Linked DNA regions of Astyanax mexicanus: region 1 is linked to region 2. Evidence: chromatin contacts called from public Hi-C data. All regions are on one chromosome and are shown on one strand. The core of a region is the stretch at or near the end of the contact, and the rest is flanking DNA. Distances in the headings are between cores, read along the strand shown. Region 1 holds the start of svild (supervillin d). Region 2 overlaps svild (supervillin d).

Evidence for each region. A called contact is a pair of places that touch in the nucleus more often than the background predicts.
Region 1: a Hi-C map of muscle shows a contact between it and region 2, with 13 times the contacts expected there. The contact joins the promoter of svild here to the enhancer-like site in region 2. A contact is called at or near these places in 2 of 3 Hi-C or Micro-C datasets (both in muscle).

What each region holds. Positions count from the first base shown.
Region 1 is chr15:26,343,658-26,348,358 of AstMex3_surface, forward strand. svild (supervillin d) reads right to left here and starts at 2,140. Exons shown (of 28, transcript XM_022668856.2): 1 at 1,740-2,140. It overlaps nmt1b (N-myristoyltransferase 1b), which reads right to left. Exons shown (of 12, transcript XM_007234067.4): 11 at 4,639-4,701; 12 at 4,161-4,502. The coding sequence ends at 4,482.
Region 2 is chr15:26,264,912-26,270,061 of AstMex3_surface, forward strand. svild (supervillin d) reads right to left here. Exons shown (of 28, transcript XM_022668856.2): 16 at 4,167-4,314; 17 at 3,361-3,506; 18 at 2,490-2,665; 19 at 1,780-1,918; 20 at 940-1,240; 21 at 559-816; 22 at 20-227. It overlaps LOC103046496 (a long non-coding RNA gene), which reads left to right. Exons shown (of 6, transcript XR_007424310.1): 6 at 7-513. Among protein-coding and RNA genes, the nearest start is that of LOC103046496, 70 kb to the left of the region's middle. Within about 2 kb of position 2,595, the one cell type or tissue checked has an H3K27ac peak away from gene starts, as active enhancers do.

The DNA of each region.
Region 1 (4,701 bases), core at 890-3,389, 78 kb after region 2:
ACACTGAGCGTGAGAGTTGGCTATGTGCTATGCATGTCACTAAAGGCATTCTAATTGAGGATTCTACTTGCCATAGTCAGGGGCGTAGCAGCAAATTCTGGGCCCTGTACACTCTCAATGTCAGTGGGCCTCTAGTGAAAAAAAAATCTGGATTTTCATAGCCCCCTACTTGGGCCATGGGAAGTCAGGTCCCCTTTTTCCCCCCCACTACCACGCCCATGGCCATAGTGGCCAGGACACTTACAGATACAGGGGTAACTGCAGACTTGATGTCTTAGCATTTTTTTACAAACGTTCCACCAAATTGATGCTGCTGAGTGCCTGCACTGCCCCTTCAATCAGGTAAATATGTCTGGTAAATATTTCTAAGGCCATGCACAACTGAGGCACCAGTACTCTGGGCATTATGAGTATTCAAACACATAGTAAGCAGCAAAATATTTTACAAAAAAAAAAAGTGATCCAGTGTTTCTGTATAGCCCTGCTTTAGTTAGTTGTCTCTTGTTCATGCATATTCATACATGCAAACCTCTGATTGGCTAACAGCACTGCAGCAGAGAACATCTACCTTCCCCCCCACAGTCAATTTTTTAGCTCTAAAAAAGAGCCAATTTTCTTTCAGAGATACTGCCTTAGTTATAAAGATATAGCACTGAGTGCTAGGTAAATTTAACCCTTGAACTTTACTTGACTTCAGATACTCAGAATTACCAAGAGGTAAGAGTTGCGCTGCTGAGCGACGCTGCTCCTTCGCGGCATTGATAACGCTTCTTTAAGCTAAACTAATGCTACTATACTCTTGTCTCAGACTTAGTGATTTGGTGCTTGGGTAATTTCACCACGTCAAAGCACCGGTGTTCTGTTCTGTTCTGTGCTACCTTGTCAAAACTAGTGCTACCTAGTGTATATTTAATGCCTCTGTAAAATGTGGAATCCACAGGAGATCCCATGAAAATCTATAGTTACTTATACAAAATAGCTAACAGTAGCTAGCTGGTACAAACAGAGCTATAAGCTCTTTAGCTGACGAGACAGTGTCAGCTATGCTTCAGCCTGGGTTCAATACTAATACTAATTCACGGGCTGACGTAGACCCTTGTGCTTTTTCTGATTGACTCGTTTTTCTAAAGCTTTTCTTTTCTTAGCTGCAGGCAGACAGTCGAGATTGAAGAACAATTTTATGAAGTGTATGAAGGCAATATACCATAAAAAAGTAAAGGGTAAAAAAAAAAAGCAGAGTAAAGTTATGAACCACTATAAACTCAATTACAGTAAAGATGTACCCTTGCCAGCAGCACCTGAGTGACAGTCTGTTACCACCAATTAGTTATTCTTGTTTGAATGTGTGTGTGATGAAAATGAGGATCTTCATTCCGCATGACCTCACTGAGAAAGAAGCTGCGGTTTATAATATGAATACAGTCATACAAACTTCAGCACACACACACACATACTCTCTCTCACATGCAAAAAAAACAACATGACCAGACATAAGCTACAGCACCTGAGTCCCATCTCACATGTGTTTACATCAGAAGATCACAAGCCTTAGTGGTCAACCACTTCACACAGTCTTTACACATTACTGAAAGATGTTTAGAGAGAGAACACAGACAGTGGGTCTGGGGTGCACTGCTGAATACTGTACTGTAGGAAGTACTGCAGTTCAACAGTAACCTACAGCTAGTCTTGTTGGTGAGGTGGGGTTGGTAGGGTGGGGTGGGACAGACGTAACTTACCTGTTCAGGCTGTATTCAAATCTGGCGCACAGTTGCTGGTGAACTCCATGGAAGTGAAGGCGAACCGATTTCCCCTCTTTATCCAGGAGACTGCAGCACGGTTGTTTGTTTGTTTGTTTGCTCTACTAAAACTCCAAACACTAAACTTTCTCCCTCTCTCTGCTGTAAATAAAGCTACATTAGAACTAAGAGGCACGTGGAAAGATGGCAAAACTCTTTGTTTTTGGATTCAGAAGATCCGCGGAGAGGCGACTCATCTACCCGGGAGACAAACGAGCGACTGAATCAAACCCGAGACTGACGAGCCGTTCCAGAGAAGACTGAATAAAAGCCACAAACTTCCGTCAGACTCACACACACACGTAAACACGCCTGAGTGTGAGACTCTGGCCACTGCAAGCGGAGTGAAGTACAACGAACTCTACAGCGTACCGATTCTTTTGAGTCGGTTCATTTTGATTGAACACGACGAGTCGATTCACAAGTCCTAAAGAGACCCCAGGTTTACACGTCCAGTGCTTCTAAACTACAACAGCACTCTTCTTAAAATAACAATAATAAAATTAATTACAAAATTATATACAAAATATAACGTTACAGGACCAGTCTACAATGTGGACTGACCTCTTCTCATCCAATGTGTTTTCTTTCTTCTTTTTTTTACATTGTACAAATATGCAGAAACACGTTTTGCGAAATTAAACATTTTTTTAATATTAACAAAAAATGTCAAACAATTAAAAATTAAATTAAAATATCTGTTTTTAATGTTATATAACTCTAGATCTGATATGTGCATTTTACAAAGCCCATAAAGAAATATGTTGGAAAAATTAGAAGAAATAGTTTTAGGAGGAGACCTCCTTCTATATATATATATATATATATTCTTCCCTGCTATTTTAGGGGCCGTGTATAAATAGAAATCCTTACTTCTGGAAGGAAGGAAAATATAGGAAAATAATTGAAAGAATACTAGTTCTATTAGGTCTATTCATCAGGTAATTTTAAGTGTTAGGGTCAGCATGTGTGTTCAAATTATGTAGAAAAATAAAAATCGTCAAGTGTGTATACTTGTTATTCATTGGACAGCAATGATATATAAAGTTTTTCGATTCATTGACTTTGATATTTCGAATGAATCAGTTCGCCAAAACGAACTGATTCATGACACAACGAATCGAAGCCGCCAGGTCAGTTGGAGAGTTGAGGCCCCGCCCCTCGCTCGCTCAGCCCGCGTGCAGTTTGAACATTGTGAACTGAGTGACCGCCTTTAGAGAAGGACGGGCTCGCGACAGCCACGTCCACTGAACTGTGACTGTAGCAGACTGAGGGCGAAATTACTTTAACATAGTAATGTCTGTAAGTTTTAGGGAAAAGGCAAAAAGCTTTAGGCAAAAGATAAGCTAGAAAGTTAGCATTAGGAAAAATAGCTCATTAATATATGCCCTACCTATATGAACTACCCTTATATACTTTATTTATTTGTTTTCTTTGGGTTATTTTTTTTAGTTCCATACTGAACTACCTAAATGTTAAGAGAAACTGTAGGAGTTTGGAGAAAGTGGGAGTAGTAGTAGTTTTCCCAAACTTCCACAAACTGTGCCAATGAGCTGGCATTAGGCTACCATCTGCTGTTGTTTCAGGGGTAGTGCATGTATAAGCTATGGTAGCATGTCGTGTAAACACAGCATAACCGATAATCAAAGGTGTCGCTAGCCTTTTAGGAGGCTCAAACACCCCTAAAACGAGTTCCAGCACTCCTACAAGCAAAAGAAAGATGTGTTTGTTTTTTAAAACGGTATTTCGTCTCTGATAGGCTAAAAATGTTGTTTTTTAAAATGTTAGCTTCATTGTCTCTGAAAGTCTTAAAATGTTGTTTTTTAAAACGGTATTTGGTCTCTGCTAAGCTACACATCTTAAATCTAAGAAAGTAGATTATTAAACAGAAAATTAAGAATGACAAATGGTATCATCCACTTTCCGTGTTGGGTGTGCACACACAATCAGATTACCAGCCCAAGCCTAGGTAACTCAGACAGTCCACATTCTGTTTATGTCACCACTATTACCACTAACTAACCTTAACTAGTTTTCCATACACTTCAGGGAGACCTTCATCAGACAGTAGTATTAAACATTTTACATCAACAGATGGTAGCATAATGCTTAATATGCTTGATTTGATGAAAACATATTTACAGACATGTATAGTAGCTTTAATGTCATTTCCAGCTGCAGTCAAAACATAAACCAGTATCTTACAATTATGAATGTAGAGTGAACCAAAAAAGTTTGATGAGATGATATTTGGACTAACCTGAACTGAACAGATCCACAGAATGTGAATGTGAATTATTTAATTATATCAATAGGTGACTAAGAAACATATGGCTTGACATCTGCAATTATGGACAGTCCTTGTTATACTTACATTAATTTATTTGCCTTACATTAAAGAAAAAGTACAGACAACATGTCCTAAATCATTTATTCAAAATTAACATGGTTTTGAAGGATAAGAAAATTAGCTCTAAATATGTATGTCATGTTTCCATTCCAGCCATCACTACTGAGACTCCTGTTAACATCATCAACACCATTACATTTAACCTGGGAGTAAAATAAGATATCCAATTCTATGCATGTACAGAGGTGCCTAGAATAAGGTTTTAACAGCACAGTGTTCCAGTCCTTCACATTCAGTGGCAACCTCTCTTCTGAGGACTCACAACGTCTCCCTTACTTGAGCACCATGCCGACCTGTAACAGGGGAAGCAGTGTTTACATTTTTGCTTGATCCATTACTACTAGTTAAGTCTCTGTTTTTATACAAATATAAGCAAATGCAAACAAAATCAAGAATCAATCACGCTAATATTTGTAACAGTGTGGTCACCTTGTCTGGGTTTATTCTGGGGCACTTCCAGTTGTAGAGGTAGTAGTTCATACAGACATCTCC
Region 2 (5,150 bases), core at 1,345-3,844:
TTATAGGCTAATGACTCACGTCTGAGTGAGCCGCTCCACAGTCTTCTTGGCCACCTCTCGCGCTGCAGGGTGCGACTTGCAGCCGTGCCACAGGTACAGCTGTCTCTCACACACACCCAGCAGGATCAGACAGGCACGAGAGCGCAGACTGGCACTGCAGCACTCCACTTCCAACAGAGAGCCTTCTACTGCTGCCTCTCCGCGCACGCAGAACAGCCGCCAGCCACCTGACACACAAACAAACATGCACTTCTATTACTATCCTCACAGAGTTTACTTTATGTAGATCTGTGAATTGAAGCAAATTTATACTGCCATGCCAACATTCAAACATACAGTAATTCCTGCACCCCGAGTCATATATAGATATTGTTCAAGATTCAGTCCTATTCTATTATTCTGAACCCACTCTAGATTTTGAAGAAACTAGAATATAAAACATGTTTTCAGTTATTTCACCTTTTTTTTTGTTAAGTACATAACTACACGTATATAATAAATTGCTTATTTTTTTGAATGAATTAGATTAAAGTTGGTTTAAATTAACTAAAGATGTACCTGTGTTGGTAGCTGCATCCTCTCTGCAGCCACTGTGAATCACAAGTCCTCCCTGGAAGAGCTGCAGGAAGCAGGGTGGTTCTTTACCTTGAGTGACCAGAACCTGAGCTCCTTCATGGTTCCCCAGCTCCACTGTCATCAGAGCGGACGTGCCCCGCCCACTCACGCTGGAGTGACGACCTTGCCAGAAGAAGCATGCAATGCGCTCTCTGCCCGGCCCTGATGCACTCACCTCACCCGGCTTTTGTCTTTTACCCACTTTACACACACAAACACACACACGAGAAAATAAACAATATTAATACATATTATATATTAAAGCTCTAAACTCTGCATAACAATTAATCCATTGAACTACACTACCCATCATGCTTCACTCACCGACACTAGTGATTGAGTACTTCCAGCGGATGACGTAGGTGTCGCCCTCGTGCAGCTGACCCACACTCTCTCTCGGAATCTCAAAGTCGTCAAACTCTCGGATGTGCCAGGCATCCACCGCCACCGTGGCTAACTCAGCCTGCCGTCCATCTTCAGAACGAACCAATCCGTAACCTCTCTGCACATCCACGCCCCCCAAGTTCATCTTCAGGGGGGTTTCTCCTCCATCCAGCAGGGCTCTCACATCACATGGCTTCAGCTCAGAGTCATGGGTAGGGGAGCAGGGCTGATGCACTGGACTCTGTGCATGAAGCGACAAAAAGTTAAAGTTTTTTTTTTTCCTATTTAACACAATTATATACTGCTAAAATCTACTGTAGACTACAATCAGCTGGAGAAAGGTTGAAACTGATTGAAGTTCCTGGGTTCAAGACTTGGACTATAGGGCTTGCTTTGCCGAACAGGTTAAAATTAATAAACAGTGTCTTTTTATTGTCATTAATAATGGTAGTCAGTCTAAATATATTTTAAACAAAAGTAATTATGGAGCATTTCTATTGGTCCAGTCATCATATAAAGTATAAATGCCAAAATCGGCACCAAACTTGTGAAAAGTTTGCAGATGACCAACTGGAAATATAAAAGGTCTTGTGTAGGAAAATCAATGTTCAGATAAGACTGATGTCTGGAGGAGTAAAGATAATACATTAAACCCAAGAACACTACACCAGTTTTTAAGCATGGTGGTGGAAGCAACATACTCTGACCTCAATAATGTTGATTGTGCCTAGGTCTCCATTGCAATTAAATTATTATTACTATTTTGAAATCAACTCTTACCTTCATCTCCTCGTTTACTTGCTCTTCCTTCAGTGGCTTGCGTTCAGCCCAGTCCAGGAACTTCTCTCTAAACAGAGCTGTTTCATTGTGTTCCGACAGCCTGCCAAACAGAGCCCAGCCTGGTCTGCCCTCACCCTGCCTGCTCACATGCACAGACAGACAAGAGAAAAGCACAGAAAAGTCAGAAAGAGAACATGACTGTACCTCAAGTTACCAGGTGGGGGCAGTATTAATCCAATGATGGGGATACCAATTAAACGGTTCATTTTCATTTAAATCTCTAAATGTACACACTGCTTTGGCAATATTGTAATGAAAGTAATAGAAACTGAAGAAAGATCTTTAAAAAGGCCTGTATAGTGTAATTAAAAGAATGTAGTTTTCTTTAGAGGAAAATGTTAAGACACCTCTACATATATTTCTACTAATAAAATGGGTAAAATGAGAATAAGGAGCAGCACATCACATGCAGATAATTAGATTGTGATTAAAGCGTATTTTGGAGAAGTTGGTCATGTTTAAACCTCATACTTATAGTTTGCTTTGACCTTTTATTTCCTCCATCTCTCAATATTATTTAAAGTAAGAGCAACTGTCCATATGTTTCAGTAGAAAAAAAGGTTTTCATCCTCAGTTTTAATAAGGCCATTGTGTGGACATAATGCAGTAAAGAAGGCTACAACAGTAAACCCAGTAGAAAAATGACTCACATAGGGATGTCCTTATTGGATGAGAAGGGGTCGAGGGGGTTGACCCTGCAGGTGGTGTAATCGTAGGCTCCACTCCAGAGCAGTTTGCCCAGCTGCATGACCACCTTCCTGTCACTCAGCGCCACATCCTTCCCCGTCCACACGTACACCTCGCTGCCAAAATCCAACACCAGCGCCTGACACAAGCACAAAGAGACATGTTTATCAATGGAAAAATATAAAAAAAGCTCAGTGTAAAATAAATGACATTTCATATTGTCACAGTCCAAAGAAAACTTCTTGACAAAAAAAGTTATAGGAGAAAGAAAAGACCATCTTAACTTTTAATAGAAGTCAATGTAAAAAGATTTTAGTAATTTCAGAGCATTTCCTTTGGTCCATTCATGGTGAAATTTTGACAATGTTTAGGACAAATTCTGTTAATTATTAATGTAGTTAACTAAAAATTAACAAAAATGAAGATAAGTTTTTCTTTAGAAATGTATGATGAAATGTAGATCACATACAGTGACAGGTATGAGTGCACTTTATTGATACAGTAATAACTATAGGGTTAAACACACCAACCTGCATCTACAGCTCTGAAAGAAAATAAGAGACCATTTCAGTTTTCATGCATCTTGGCTTTTTCACCTCCACCAGTCATGTACACTGTTTTTGGATAAACAGTTTTTTTGCACTTCTGATACAAAAATTAATGCAGTTCAGCTTGGTGGCTTGTGATCAACCATTTTCCTCTTGATTATATTCCAGACGTTTTCAATTTGTTAAAATGAAACATTTTGAAGTGGTTCTCTTGTTTTTTCCCCCAGAGCTGTATATGCAGACACATTGAACAGCTGAAAGCAGCATATAGATAGTAAAATCTAACCTCTTTGGAGTTGAGCATGGTCACACTGGGAATGGAGGCCCACACCTCCTCATAAGGCACAAGCTTATCCTCCACCAGCCTGTAAACACCATTAGACTCCACTATGGCACTTTCATACAGCTCGTCTTCTTCTGGTTCCCCAGCAGCTGCACAACACATTTAAACACACACGTTATAACAGACCTCTATAATCAGGATTTAAGCACAGGGGTCGTGTTAGTAATGGTTTATCACAATGGAATATTGATAACATGGTTGTGGGTTCAATACCAGGCTCTAGTTTTTTTTTTTTTTTCCCTAGTAAATTCACCCTTTTACACTATTACCTTACATATATCATCATTCCATCCATACTATCAAAAGAATAAAAGGCCTTAAGTATAAGCCTGCAATATTTTAAAAAACTGCAATATAATGCATTTTAAATGTTATATTAAATATATTAACTGAAACCCTAACAGTTAAGTAACACTGATATACTGCTAGTATAATATTATCTATTAAAAATCAAGACAGCTGGTATGGCTATTTTAAGGTATGCAAATATTTTTTATCTTCTTCACACAAAACAGTACGTCACACACAGTCAGACTGTGGTGAAAAATGTAAACTGCCCCATTCAGTGGCATTCTGTAAGTCGTCGGGTGTAAAAAAGCTACAAAGTGTCACCGTCCCCCACAGTCAGGGTCTGTCAAGCGACATCAACAGAAGGTTTACTAACCATGTGTAATGTCTGTTAATAGTTCAACATCTGTGCTCCATGTGCATATTGCACATGCTGTATTTGTGTGTGTTTATTCCCACACCTCTGTATTCAGTTTGTCCCCCGAGAAGATTCCAGAACTCCTTGGCGAAGCGGTTGTCTGTGTTGATGCCCTCCTCCAGCACGGTGACCTGTGGGGCCTTACAGCCAAGATCTCTCTTGGCCTGAACATACTGTGCCATCTCGGAGCCCTGAGACACACACACATGCACACGCGCGCGCACACATTTTCAGATGAGCGCTAATCTTAAACACTTTAGTGGTTTCTGATGTGTGGCACTGACCCAGTTGTAAAAGCAGTGAACCTTACAGAACAATAAAGGAACATTTGAGGCTGAAAGCATCACTCTTCACTTTAAACTGCTTTAAAGGGATAATTGGGTTGTAAATTCTACAAGCAGGCTGATACAACTATGACAGGAATGTTTTTTTTTTTTTACACAAAATATTTCCAAAGATATAATGTGGGAGGCTGAAATGTGTTAGTTCTGTGTTGTTGTGACAGGCCAAATGTCTTGTAGCAGGAGCTAGTATCGAGTCCCCTGACTTTTACAGTATCCCACAGAACTGACCTGCAGGATGTGTGTTTGGGGTCTCCTGCATTAACTGTGTAAATTACTTCTGCAAGAGTTGCTTGTAAGCACACAAGGACAGTTCTAGCTAAATGCAGCCAGTCACGATCATTACCATCATTAGTAATTCAAGCTACCTTGACTGGTCAGTGTCCACAAGAAAACACTTCACAACATATACAGTTGTGGGCACTTGGGCATTCCCAAGCCGTCCACTGAGTCAACACATTATTATCAATTTACATATTACTGCTATCACACTGCATGTCCTCTGGCATGTCAGTGTATAGTTGATAAAAGATGAACATATCTGTTTTATTTTACTTTATTTTAAGGTGTTACAACTGTTTTAGTGTAAAGGAAACTAACAATATTAAAGGTAGTAGACCTACATTTCTAATGTTGCCAACAAATAGTCATTAAAACAGCATTATTCCAATGAACTGGTGTCTAAT